3 separate regions of the Danio rerio genome follow, and regions 1 and 2 are each linked to region 3. A link is a contact called in public Hi-C and HiChIP or PLAC-seq data. All regions are on one chromosome and are shown on one strand. The core of a region is the stretch at or near the end of the contact, and the rest is flanking DNA. Distances in the headings are between cores, read along the strand shown. Region 1 holds the start of pgd (phosphogluconate dehydrogenase). Region 2 holds the start of ciroz (ciliated left-right organizer protein containing ZP-N domains). Region 3 holds the start of ube4b (ubiquitination factor E4B, UFD2 homolog (S. cerevisiae)).

Region 1 (4,062 bases), core at 843-3,342, 160 kb before region 3:
CTCTAATTTTGGGCAGCAGGTTAGTGCCGTCTGCGTCCTTGAATTTTAGGATGTTGGCTGTGATCTCGATGAGGAAGGAGTCCAGCTCTGTCTTATTCCACTGTTCGAAGACCTGATAGGAAAACAAAAACACTGGAATTCACTCTCAAGAGGAAGCAGACCAAAACGGCACATTAGAAAGCAAAGAGTGAGGTATATTTCAAAATACAGAAGAAAGGAGGAAGGAGGAAACCAAGGCTTACAACATCATGGACTGTTCTTGTAAAAAAAATAGAACAGTAATTGAAGAAGGAAGTGGATGTCTGACCTGAGCCATTTCATCATGGTTCATACAAAGCACGTCCTTCATCAGATGATAGGCCTCACAGATCAGCTGCATGTCCCCGTATTCAATACCGTTGTGGACCATTTTAACAAAATGACCCGCTCCTTCATCTCCAACCCAGTCGCAGCACGGCTCTCCGGTGCCCACTTTGGCAGCAATGCTCTGAAAAATGTCTTTTAAGTGTGGCCTGAAGAAACAAAATCAAATAAACTGTCAAGCAGTGCACGCATAAATACACTTAATAATCAATTAATTTAAAAGTATTAAAAAGTTTTAGCCGTTTTAAATTACATGATGTTTTTTTAACTATATATTTATGAAATGAATCCCACATAAGACTGATTTAAATATTAAAAGTGCAGTTGTTTGGAGTAGTGATTGTACTACTTGAGTACAAAATCTGAATATTCAAATAATTTCTGAATTGTGTCGCGAGTAACGATGCTTAAAATTCAGCCTTGAGTCACAGGCATAAAATTACATTATTAATTAAATTTAAACTATTTTTAGTTTAAATAATATTTCAGAAGATTACTGACAAAAACAAATAAATTATGCCAAACTTGGTAGTCCAGATAGTCCATATTTATATTTATATATATATATATATATATATATATTTTTTTTTTTTTTTTTTTTTCCCCATTTAATACACACTTATCCTCACCAGGCATCTTTATGTCCTCCGGGCATCAGCGAGGGTCCGTAACGTGCCCCATCTTCTCCTCCACTTACTCCACTACCCACAAACAGAAGATTCTTCTCCTTCAGGCTCTTACAACGTCTCTATATGTGAAGACCAGTAATATTGAGATTCGACATGATGATGAAAACTGTTTTAGGTCTCATTTTAGATGGCCAAACTCACCGTTGTATCTCTGTACTCTGAATTTCCACCATCAATGATGATGTCTCCAGGCTCAAGAAGAGGAACCTACAACATAAAGCATATAGACAACTTCTGAGTCACTCACAACAAACTAGGACTATCATTTCATGGTGATATTTACCAGTTTATCGATGAAGTCATCAACAGCCTGTCCTGCCTTGACCAGCAGGATGATGCGGCAAGGTTTTTTGAGTTTTGACACCATGTCTTTAAGGGATTCGGCCCCGATCACCTTAGTGCCTTTGGCTTCATTGTTTAAGAAGTCATGGACTTTGGAGACGGTTCTGTTGAATGCACAGACCTAAATAAAAATGACAACTGTTATAACATCTTAAACATGTTAAAATCATGGAGAAATGCAAATGCACTGATGTGACTTACCACAAATCCATGGTCATTCATGTTCAGGATCAGATTCTGACCCATCACAGCTAGACCAATGAGAGCAATATCTGCTCTGTGGAGACATTATTAACAGAATGAACACTGATTATATTTAATTACAGAGTGCAAATTACAAGAAATCATGAGTAGGTCAAACGTCAGTCTGGCTGGGTGACTTTAAAGAGACTTCAACATTAAATCTGTGTCCGAGCATAGAGAAAAGGTGCTAGATATTAAGTAGACAGTTCAGAATAGAGACAGTCAATGCTGATTACGTGCAATAAGCAGATTACATTGCATTTAAGTTGAATATACAAAGTCAAAGGTGATAAAGAAGTTGGACATTTCACTACTCAGCATCTCAGACGCAAAATTCATACTTACTGAGCCATTGTTGAAGTTTGGTTCCGTTCAAAAATGAGAGTTTCGATGAGGGTTTTGACTGCTGTTATTCGGTCTCTGCTGAACTTCCTCATTCACGGCCTTGTGGAGCAGCACTGCACCAGCTCCCAATGAACACGCCTGACGGATGAGTGTGCTCGTGGCGTCATCCCTATCTCCGGCTGTGATAGGCGGAGGCTCTCTGAGCAGAGATTGGAGTCCGGTCATTTGCTGTAAGCTCCTGTTCCACCCCCCGTATGTGCCCCGCCCACTGTGCTTTGACAGTAGCTGTCTGTACGAGAGGAGTGTTTGGCAGCATAGTAAACGAGGAATTAGACTTTCCATGAGGTGAATTGGGACATTGGTTTGCTTTTGAAAGAAGGATTGCTTCACTGTGATAATGTGTAACATATATTAAGTTTCATCAAAATAATTAATTATTAAACGGATTACTACATGAATAGATAACGACAGTCGATTAGATTTATTAGGTAAGTTATGGGTTGAGTACAATTTTAATATTAGGCTAGTTGTACTTTAGTAAGGTCTGAAGGTCATATCTTTCACTACAAACACATTTAATTAGATATAAACACCCAAATATGATGTTTCATTTATTTACACTCACCGGCCACTTTATTAGGTACACCTGTCCAACTGCTCGACGCAAATTTCTGATCAGCCAATCACGTCAGCCACTCAACGCATTTAGGCATGTAGACATGGTCAAGACGATCTGCTGCACTTCATAGTGAGCACCAGAATGAGGAAGAATGGGGATTTAAGTAACTTTGAACATAGCATATAGCATGTTTGTTTGTGTCAGACGGGCTGGACTGGGTATTTCAGAAACTGCTGATCTAGTGGGATTTTCACGCGCAACCATCTCTCGGGTTTACAGAGAATGGTCCAGAAAAGAGAAAATGTCCAGTGAGCGGCAGATCTGTGGGCACAGGAGGTCAGAGGAGAATGGCCAGAGTGGTTCCAGTTTATAGAAAGGCAACAGTAATTCAAATAACCATTTGTTAGAACCAATTATACAGAAGAGCATCTCTGAATGCGCAACACATTGAACCTTGTTGAGGCGGATAGGCTATAGCAGCAGCGACATTTGGATGATAGGGTCAAAATTAGGAATCAGCAATATGAAAGCATGGATCCATCCTGACTTGTATCAACGGTTCTGGCTGGTGGTGGTGGTGTAATGATGTGGGGGATATATTCTTGGCACAAGATTGAGCATCCTGTCAACGCCACAGCCTGAGTATTGTTGCTGACCATATCCATCCCTTTATGACCACAGTGTACCCATCTTCTGATGGCTACTTCCAGAAGGATAATGCACCATGTCATAAAGCACGAATAATCTCAGGCTGGTTTCTTGAACAGGACAATGAGTTTACTGTGCTGAAATGGCCTCCACAGTCACCAAATCTCAATCCAATACAGTATCTTTGTGATGTGGTAAAACGGGAGATTAGCATTATGGATGTGCAGCAAACAGATCTGCAGCAACTATGTGATGCCATCATGTCAATATGGTTGAATCGATGCCACAGAGGATTAAGGCAGTTCTGCAGGCAAAAGGGGGTCTAGTAAGGTGTACCTAATTAACTGTCCAGTATTTCCATATACATAAATAAAAAAAATCTGACAGTTACTAGCAATATCAATTTAGAAAAGTAAAAAAAAAATAATAAATAGGCAAAGTCACCAATTAAACCTTTAAACACTAACATTATATAATGCATCATAAACATAACGCAAGTGTCGAGTAAGGAGAAAGAACGACACAAAAAGAGATCTGCCCTCTGTCTAATGCACTGGTTGTAATTTTATTTTTTTACCTCATTCACTAAACAGGTCAATGGTGCAAGATTACCATACACAGAATTAAGATATATGCATTACACGTCTAGGCTATACAGCGAATGGATTATAATTATTACAAATACAGGAGACATATTTACATTTTAATCCAAGTTCCATACAACATGAAATATTTACAAAATAAGTATGAAAATGAAGCCAATCTGACAAATAATGTACAGTGTTAATGCCACAGCTAAACTGTTTCTGTCGT
Region 2 (3,761 bases), core at 103-2,602, 200 kb before region 3:
CCAAATTTTGTATTATAAAGTTCCATCTGCATTGAGCGTAAAAATATATAGCTGTTGAAATGAAAAATCAACATAATCTGATCTGTAGTTACTAAAAAACTGATACTACTAAAAACAAAGTAAATTAAACTACCAAAGTACATAGGCTAGTGATCAAAAAAGTTAGTATACCTTGTTGTTCAATCACTGATTATTTTGCCTTTAATGATAAAATGGATCCGACTGCTTAACAAAAGTCATCAAGTAAAGTCTAGTAACATTAAAATAGAGATTATTTTCCCCATAAGCCTACTTAATGACACAAATCTTAAAGAAGGCCAAATTATTTGGCATACAGCTTCCTCTGCATTCAGTGTAAAAACTGTAGCTATTGATATGAAAAACATAATGATGTGGATGTGCATCACTGGATTTTCTCTTCAGTTAAGACTTTCAGCAGTGAATATTAAACCAACTGAACAAAACTAAACTTAAACACTGAACTTACCCTGAACTGACAGTTTCAGTTTACTAGAATTTCTATGTTAAGCTGCTTTGAGACAATCTACATAGTAAAAGCGCTATATAGCTGTAAAGATCAATTGAATAATCTGATCTGTTAGTTACTAAAAACGAATAGGTCAAGTAAATTAAAATAACAAAAGTGCACAGTGATCGAAAACGTGATCAAAGTTTAAATGATTGCCTTGATGACAAAACAGTAAAACAGTGAAGGCCTGAGTTTAGATTGATAAGTGTAAATAAGAAATACTTAAAATGACAAAGAATGAGTGTTTTAAGATGCATTGTGCGTTTGAAGCTGGACTAAGCAAGAAACTTAAACAAAAACATAAATTTTGTTCTGTTTTGTGGTTAAAATATGACTTCTTTGTTCGGTGATCATCATTATACTCCTTGAAGGTAAGGAATACTGAACGGTACACATTTTTACGCTCGAGAAAACAATAAAGGGTTATTACATTTTAATTTTTTATGCTATATGAACAAACATTTAACTTGGTTGCAAGGTAGTTTTGGGCCTTTGTCTTTAAAGCTATTGTTTTACAGCGCTTTTGTCTGTTCTAGGCCTGATGTAACGAACCTGTAAGGCCTGTAAGGCCGCGCGATATGAGAGGCTTTCAACCAGCTTTCAATACTCCAGTGGATTCTTTTATTTCAACATTTCTTTTAGCCACTTTAAATACAAATTACAACCCGACCGGTCTATCGTGAAAATGAATTAACACAGTAGAACCACACCAAATGACCAAGTGTACAACAAATTACGTTTTGCGACTGAAAAGTTAACGTACTACATTTCCAAACCCCTCCATGTGCTGTGGTGAGACGCTCCAAAGTGATGACGTCATTCCTTCAGTGACGCATCAGGGCGGCCATTTTATCAGTTTAGGGGGTCGGAGCAGAAACTGGATGCAATAGTCCACGAGCTTTCTTTGTGTAATTACTTTAAATTACTTGTTTTGTGCACATTCGGTCGATAATCAGGTACAATCGATGAGGTGATATTTGCTTAGCGTATTTTCTGGCGGGAAAGGGTGCGTCGCGACATCCCATTCATTTCTAGCGTGCGCGCGGTTAGCAACTAGCTTAGCTCAGCTAATGGCACCCCGCGTTATCTAACAGTCGCACGTAAACAATAGCCACAACTCGTGTAGCCAACTAATTGGTTGCCAAGTGTGTTTATTAAGTCGTTTTGGTGTACTAATTTCTGTTTCGGCTCCGTTTGTTGCCTTAGTGCTGAATTATTGATCGAGTTGGAAACAGTTAGCACAGCTCGCGCATTCGGTGTAATCATGACGGAGTGCTATATTCGTGTGGCGGAGGATGAAAACGAGGAGCCGATGGAGATTCCGTCCGAAGAGGACGGCACCGTGCTGCTCTCCACCGTCGCCGCGCAGTTTCCCGGTGCCTGCGGCCTAAGATACCGAAGCCCCGTGTCCCAGTGCATGAGAGGGGTCCGACTAGTGGAGGGGGTTCTTCATGCACCAGAAGCAGACTGGGGCAATCTGGTGTACGTGGTTAATTATCCAAAAGGTATTGTTAGATTTGCTAGATTTTAATTGTATTGATGCAAATCAATTAATTATGGGTTATTATTATCTCAATCATAATGGGTTCGACCTGCTTATTATTGCAATCACTGAATGAATGCACTTTTCAGATAACAAGAGGAAGATGGATGAAATGGATGCCGCATCGGCGGTGAAGATCAAGAGGGGCATCCAGAAGACATCAGATTTGATTGTGCTTGGGCTGCCATGGAAAACAACAGAGCAAGACCTTAAAGATTATTTCGGCACTTTTGGAGAGGTGATCATGGTGCAGGTTAGTATAAGCAAACTTTGTTGTTGTTTTTTTTTTTTTTTTTTTGAAAAGGTATGAAATATCACATATTATTTATATTTTTCTTTTGCCAAAATCAATTACATTGAAAAAGATAAACAAAATGGTGTGACTTTAATACTTGTAACACATTAATTGAAATCTAGAGCACAGACAATGGCCTAAAATCTAGGCCTACATCAAGATCACTACAAAGGCAAACAAAAAAAGTTCACTTGGCCATCACCTTCGAGTAGTATTGAGCATGTTTTGTTTTTGTATGTGGTGACAAGTTTTGATCAGTATCTGTTGCTCAATTTAATTTAGCAATAGTTAAAATGTTAATAAAAAAAGTCAACAGTATGTCAAATCAACGGTGAAAAACATGCAAAACAAAAAAAAGTAATAGGTATGTGGCTTTATAAAGTGTAACTGCTGAATATTATTGATGCAGCCACTGCAAATGGCCCTAAATGCATTCATAACAGTCACAAGCATTTTGTTGCATAATGAATGCATGGGCACAGACTCAAATGTAAGTGGCTGTGGATTAAAGGCAATTATGCTGTAAAATATCTCTTGCACAGACCAGTTGTTTTGCTCCCCCAAAACGTATCGTCAGGAGCCACAGGTATTAGATAAAAAAAAAATAAAAAAAATCTTCATTCTAAAATTGTCTGAATCAATAAGGACCGGTCTCAACTAACTTGTGTGCTAATGGAAAAAAAATCCTAATGAGAAAAACAACTATATTTTGGGTGACTTGAGGGCACATTATTAGCAGATCAAATTTGTAGTTGAGCTATGCCTCTAATTTAGTGATACATTTGTAATTGGTAGCTGTTACATTGACCATTACTTGTTTTGTTTTTTTTTTAGGTGAAAAGGGATGCCAAGAGTGGAAATTCCAAAGGATTCGGTTTTGTAAGATTTACTGACTATGAAACACAAATAAAAGTCATGTCCCAGCGGCATATGATCGATGGAAGATGGTGCGACTGCAAACTTCCCAACTCAAAGGTACGTGAGCAACACTAATGCAACAAAATAACACAAACATTTACTGTTTTGATGTACACATTACAAATTACATTTCAACATGAACAGATCATCTTTTAATAGTTTTATCATGCTTCTGATGTTGTAAGGATGCATGAGTAGACTCTGTTTTCTATTAAATGATCTAGTATTTCCTGGAACAGGCTGGCCCTGATGAGCCTATGAGAAGCAGGAAAGTGTTTGTGGGACGCTGCACTGAGGACATGACAGCAGATGAGCTCAGACAGTTTTTTATGCAGTATGGCGAAGTCACAGATGTATTCATCCCCAAACCCTTCCGCGCTTTTGCCTTCGTCACCTTCGCAGACGATCAGGTCAGTTTTCTGTATCTTTTGCTGTCTTAATTTTGCAATGTTCTCTTCCTATATTAACGCATGCTT
Region 3 (3,973 bases), core at 1,358-3,857:
TTTATTCAAGCATTCATTTTATTGTCGGCTTAGTCGCTTTATTAATCCGGGGTCGCCACAGTGGAATGAACCGCCAACTTATCCAGCAAGTTTTTACGCAGAGGATGCCCTTCCAGCCGCAACCCATCTCTTGGCAACATCCACACACACATTCACACACACTCATACACTGCGGACAATTTAGCTTACCCAATTCACCTGTACCACATGTCTTTGGACTGTGGGGGAAACCAGAGCAACCGGAGGAAACCCATGCAAAGGCAGGGAGAACATGCAAACTCCACACAGAAACGCCAACTGAGCCGAGGATCGAACCAGCGACTTTCTTGCTGTGAGGCGACAGCACTACCTACTGCACCACTGCGTCGCATTAAAATGGTTTAATTAGGCAATTTAATAATAAGATCTGAATATATTGATTGCCAGTTTCACAATAAACGCTACAATGATTTCAGATTTTTTAAATTAGTTTAAATTTTAATTCTCACTAAAACTGTTTGATTATCATGATTCTGAAAGATTACAGAAAATCCTGAACAGCCAGCATTAGTTTGACACAGGCACATCATGTTATATTATTTAAAATGGTATATTTTCTCACTTCTAATAAAGATTAATCTTATTCTAAAGTAAAGGGGTGATATTAGGATAATATACAATTATTGTACTCAAATTACTCGCATTCATCAAAAAATAATAAAATAAATACGGGTGATAAGATGTTGTAAGAAATGTTTATTATCTTATTACTCAAGTCCTCTGATTCAATATTTTAATAAAACCCATTGCAACAAGCTGAATTTGAATACAGTGATAGAGCATGTACACGGTGTTAAATGAGATACTGATGAGTGTTGTGTATTAAAGAAAATGCACAGAACAGATTATATTATTGCATGAACACTATTTTACTGGTGTTATTTTAATAAGTACATTTGATTAACTTATTTAAAGTACCGTTCATTAAAATTAGCAAAAAAAAAAGAAAACTTTTACCAATTAGGAATGCATGTTAACTAACTTACATAAAGCTGCTAATTTTGTTTGTTTTATTTGTTCATTTTAAAAGTGTGGGTATCAATTATTTTTCAACTCATATCATAACTCAATATCATCAACAGATAATATTGATAACCATAATCATTTTGGCCACAGTAACTGTAATATAAATTGTTCATACTGTATTGTTACATCTCTAGTTTGACCTATATTATATAAGGGCTATTGTATTTAGCAATGCATCATTGTTTAACAAATGCTTGTTTTTAGTGTATTGATACAAATAAAATCTGGATTAATGTGGCTTACAGGTCTCATAACATAGCCGGCACAAAAACACACACAAAAAAAACAGCCCAAACAGCACTCAAACATAAACTGGTTAAGGATATTTTTGAGCTGGGCTAAGTTTGGTCTTCATTTACAGCAGTCCAACAAAACACAAAGCCCTGACTGTAAATACACACCAGTGTCAAACAGCAACCAGTGTCACACAACAGTGCCCAAAAATACGAATACTGTTCGTTTTATAGGTAAAAATTAACTTATTACAACTGGCTGTCATAAAACATTACGTTTGTCTTCAAGTAAAACGAATGGATTTAAGCTTTTTATAGAGGACCCCAGGATTAATTCACTGACCTGACGCCTGACAAAAAAGCTTGTTGCGCATGATTTTAGTTTCTAAACGACAGTACGTGTTTGGCCATTTAACCAAACACGTACTATCGACAAAGCTCAATAACTGAAGGTTCAATTACGAATGTAAGTTGAACTACTCAAATATCTGGTTCAAAATAATTTTATTTCTTCGAACGACAGTCTTTCAGCCATTTTGGATTCCCAGTGAAGAAAAGCTTCACAAAAGAAATTTTAACTTGCCAATTGGTTAGCAACTGAAAAACGATAAAGATTGCATTCTGATTGTGAAAATTAAAAAAAATAAGGACAAGGATGACCGAGGCTTGTGGTAGATCCAGTTTGGCAAATTTATGACATGCTACCGGGCTGACTGGAAATAACCATATTCTCGTTTAATTTCGCTTCTACGACGGCAAGTAAGTGGTCCGAAATGAAGATTCACAACATAACCTCATTTTTCTATTCAAAATTAAATTAATCTGGACATGCTGAGCTGTTGATTAGCCTGTGTCCTGTTAGCTTATCCCATCATTACAGCGATTGAAAAGGGTGACAATGACAAGCCAATAAGCCTTTAATATAGCACAAAAACTTAACAGTCATGCCATCGTATGGTCAGTTTCGACTGTAAATACATCAAACTGTTTGAAAATAGCCTTACCTCTTCAGGACTGAGCTGCTCCATTGCCTTTCTTTTAATTTTCAGCTTAATTATGTTGCTAGCCAGTCAGCTAGCTTCCTTATAAACACCAAAAGTGCATAGTCTGAACCATAAAACATATATCAGTGAGCTGTGATTGTCTAATTTAAATCCTTATATTAAAACATCAAACACGCGTGGTTGCTTTTCTTCGATCGCAAAGCGTTATCTTCGGTTTCTGTTAAGAATGAAACAAACACAAAAGTATTAATCGTCAAAACACCGACGCGGCCATTTTGGATCTGGGGTCACGTGACGCGAGATCGACACATTTCAGGCTGCGGCAGTTCAGGAAACTGATTTCACCGCTGAGGCGACCCCAAGAGACTTGTTTTTCTCAAAACTAAGTCTAATTAGGTTAAATACATGACGACGCATATATGATGTTGGGATATTTGTATAGCTTGATAGCAATTTTATAACATCAATTCTATTCACAACTAAAGAAATAAAAATCAACAAATCCGCTGTTGTGACATTCGGGTTTGCCAGCTGTATCGTTTTAACTCAAATTCCTTTTTTTACATTTTATTATTATTATTATTTTTTTTTTTTTACATTTTATTGTTATTTATTTTTAAAACATTATTGGCCATTCACTTGATAAAGATGCCACTAACCATTCATAAAATATTTTAAACTATTTAATGTTATTTGAATTGACTAGACTTTTTTCAAAGTATATTTTTAATGTGACTTAAATTATATAAAAATAAATAAATACATACATATTAAACTACCACATCATAGAAAAAGAGCAAATCAGCATTGCCTGATTTGTGGAGACAAATTCTAACTAGGTTCAAGTATTATTGCTATTATTTCTTTCCTAAAAATTGAATCTATGTAGCTTTGTAGTTGTTCACAAAAGAATGTTTATATGTTATAGGAAGCTTTAAGTTAATATCTTCATTGTGCCAAAAAAATGTAAATCTAGCCAAAATTATAGAGATATTACTATATATATGGATTATTAAACTGCTTATAAGGCAATTAATATTTATTATTACTATAATTAATATTAGCGATAACAATAACTTTATTATTATTATTATTATTATTATTTGTTGACAGCAAAGGCTCCTTATGACAAAGACAATGCAAACCAGAGTAGGTTGTTAGTTCATAAAATACAAAGTACATTATAACTTGTTTCAAAATTTATTGCACAATAATAGGCTTTCAAATACAGTAAAAAAAAAAAAGATTTCAAGTAATCAAATTAACAACATGTATATGTAGGCATCATAGACTATGCCTTAACCAAAAGTAAAGCTTAACAAACAATAAACAAAAAGTGTCTTACAAAATTCATATTCAAAAGATGCTTGTTCTTTTATTAGACAGATCCTGGTGATAGAATAACTCTATATGTTTGTGACTGCGGCTCTTGTATTACATGTAAACATGATTAGGCAATAGTGTCACAACTTCTGTCAACATGCAGTGTTTCCTGTGGGTAAACTACTGTTGACGTGAGTCTGTTTGTTCTTGGTCTTATAGCGCCCTCTAACGGAAAAGCACTTCAAATCCTGCTCCTAAACACATTCAGCTTCAGTGTGCAGGCCGCCGCTAGTCAGGTTTTGAGGCACAAGTTGAAACTTTTAATTTCCCCCCTCGCCTCATATTACT

What was found. A called contact is a pair of places that touch in the nucleus more often than the background predicts. HiChIP or PLAC-seq counts read pairs in DNA pulled down with a chosen protein or histone mark.
Region 1: an H3K4me3 HiChIP or PLAC-seq map of embryo shows a contact between it and region 3, with 2.4 times the contacts expected there. The contact joins the promoter of pgd here to the promoter of ube4b in region 3. A contact is called at or near these places in 1 of 18 Hi-C or Micro-C datasets (caudal fin) and 1 of 4 datasets of contacts at active chromatin or transcription factors (embryo).
Region 2: a Hi-C map of hematopoietic stem cells shows a contact between it and region 3, with 2.3 times the contacts expected there. The contact joins the promoter of ciroz here to the promoter of ube4b in region 3. A contact is called at or near these places in 1 of 18 Hi-C or Micro-C datasets (hematopoietic stem cells) and 1 of 4 datasets of contacts at active chromatin or transcription factors (embryo).

What each region holds. Positions count from the first base shown.
Region 1 is chr23:32,332,395-32,336,456 of GRCz12tu, forward strand. pgd (phosphogluconate dehydrogenase) reads right to left here and starts at 2,093. Exons shown (of 12, transcript NM_213453.2): 1 at 1,983-2,093; 2 at 1,596-1,671; 3 at 1,336-1,515; 4 at 1,194-1,259; 5 at 993-1,111; 6 at 308-512; 7 at 1-112. The coding sequence starts at 2,074. It overlaps kif1b (kinesin family member 1B), which reads right to left. Exons shown (of 47, transcript NM_194382.3): 47 at 3,790-4,062.
Region 2 is chr23:32,296,427-32,300,187 of GRCz12tu, forward strand. ciroz (ciliated left-right organizer protein containing ZP-N domains) reads right to left here and starts at 1,353. Exons shown (of 12, transcript XM_073939122.1): 1 at 1,293-1,353. It overlaps tardbpa (TAR DNA binding protein a), which reads left to right and starts at 1,400. Exons shown (of 7, transcript NM_198364.2): 1 at 1,400-2,034; 2 at 2,162-2,325; 3 at 3,202-3,342; 4 at 3,510-3,695. The coding sequence starts at 1,794.
Region 3 is chr23:32,491,292-32,495,264 of GRCz12tu, forward strand. It overlaps ube4b (ubiquitination factor E4B, UFD2 homolog (S. cerevisiae)), which reads right to left and starts at 2,608. Exons shown (of 27, transcript NM_194362.2): 1 at 2,303-2,608. The coding sequence starts at 2,326. nmnat1-rbp7a (nmnat1-rbp7a readthrough) reads right to left here. Exons shown (of 7, transcript NM_001017629.2): 7 at 3,487-3,973. It overlaps rbp7a (retinol binding protein 7a, cellular), which reads right to left. Exons shown (of 4, transcript NM_001328329.1): 4 at 3,487-3,973.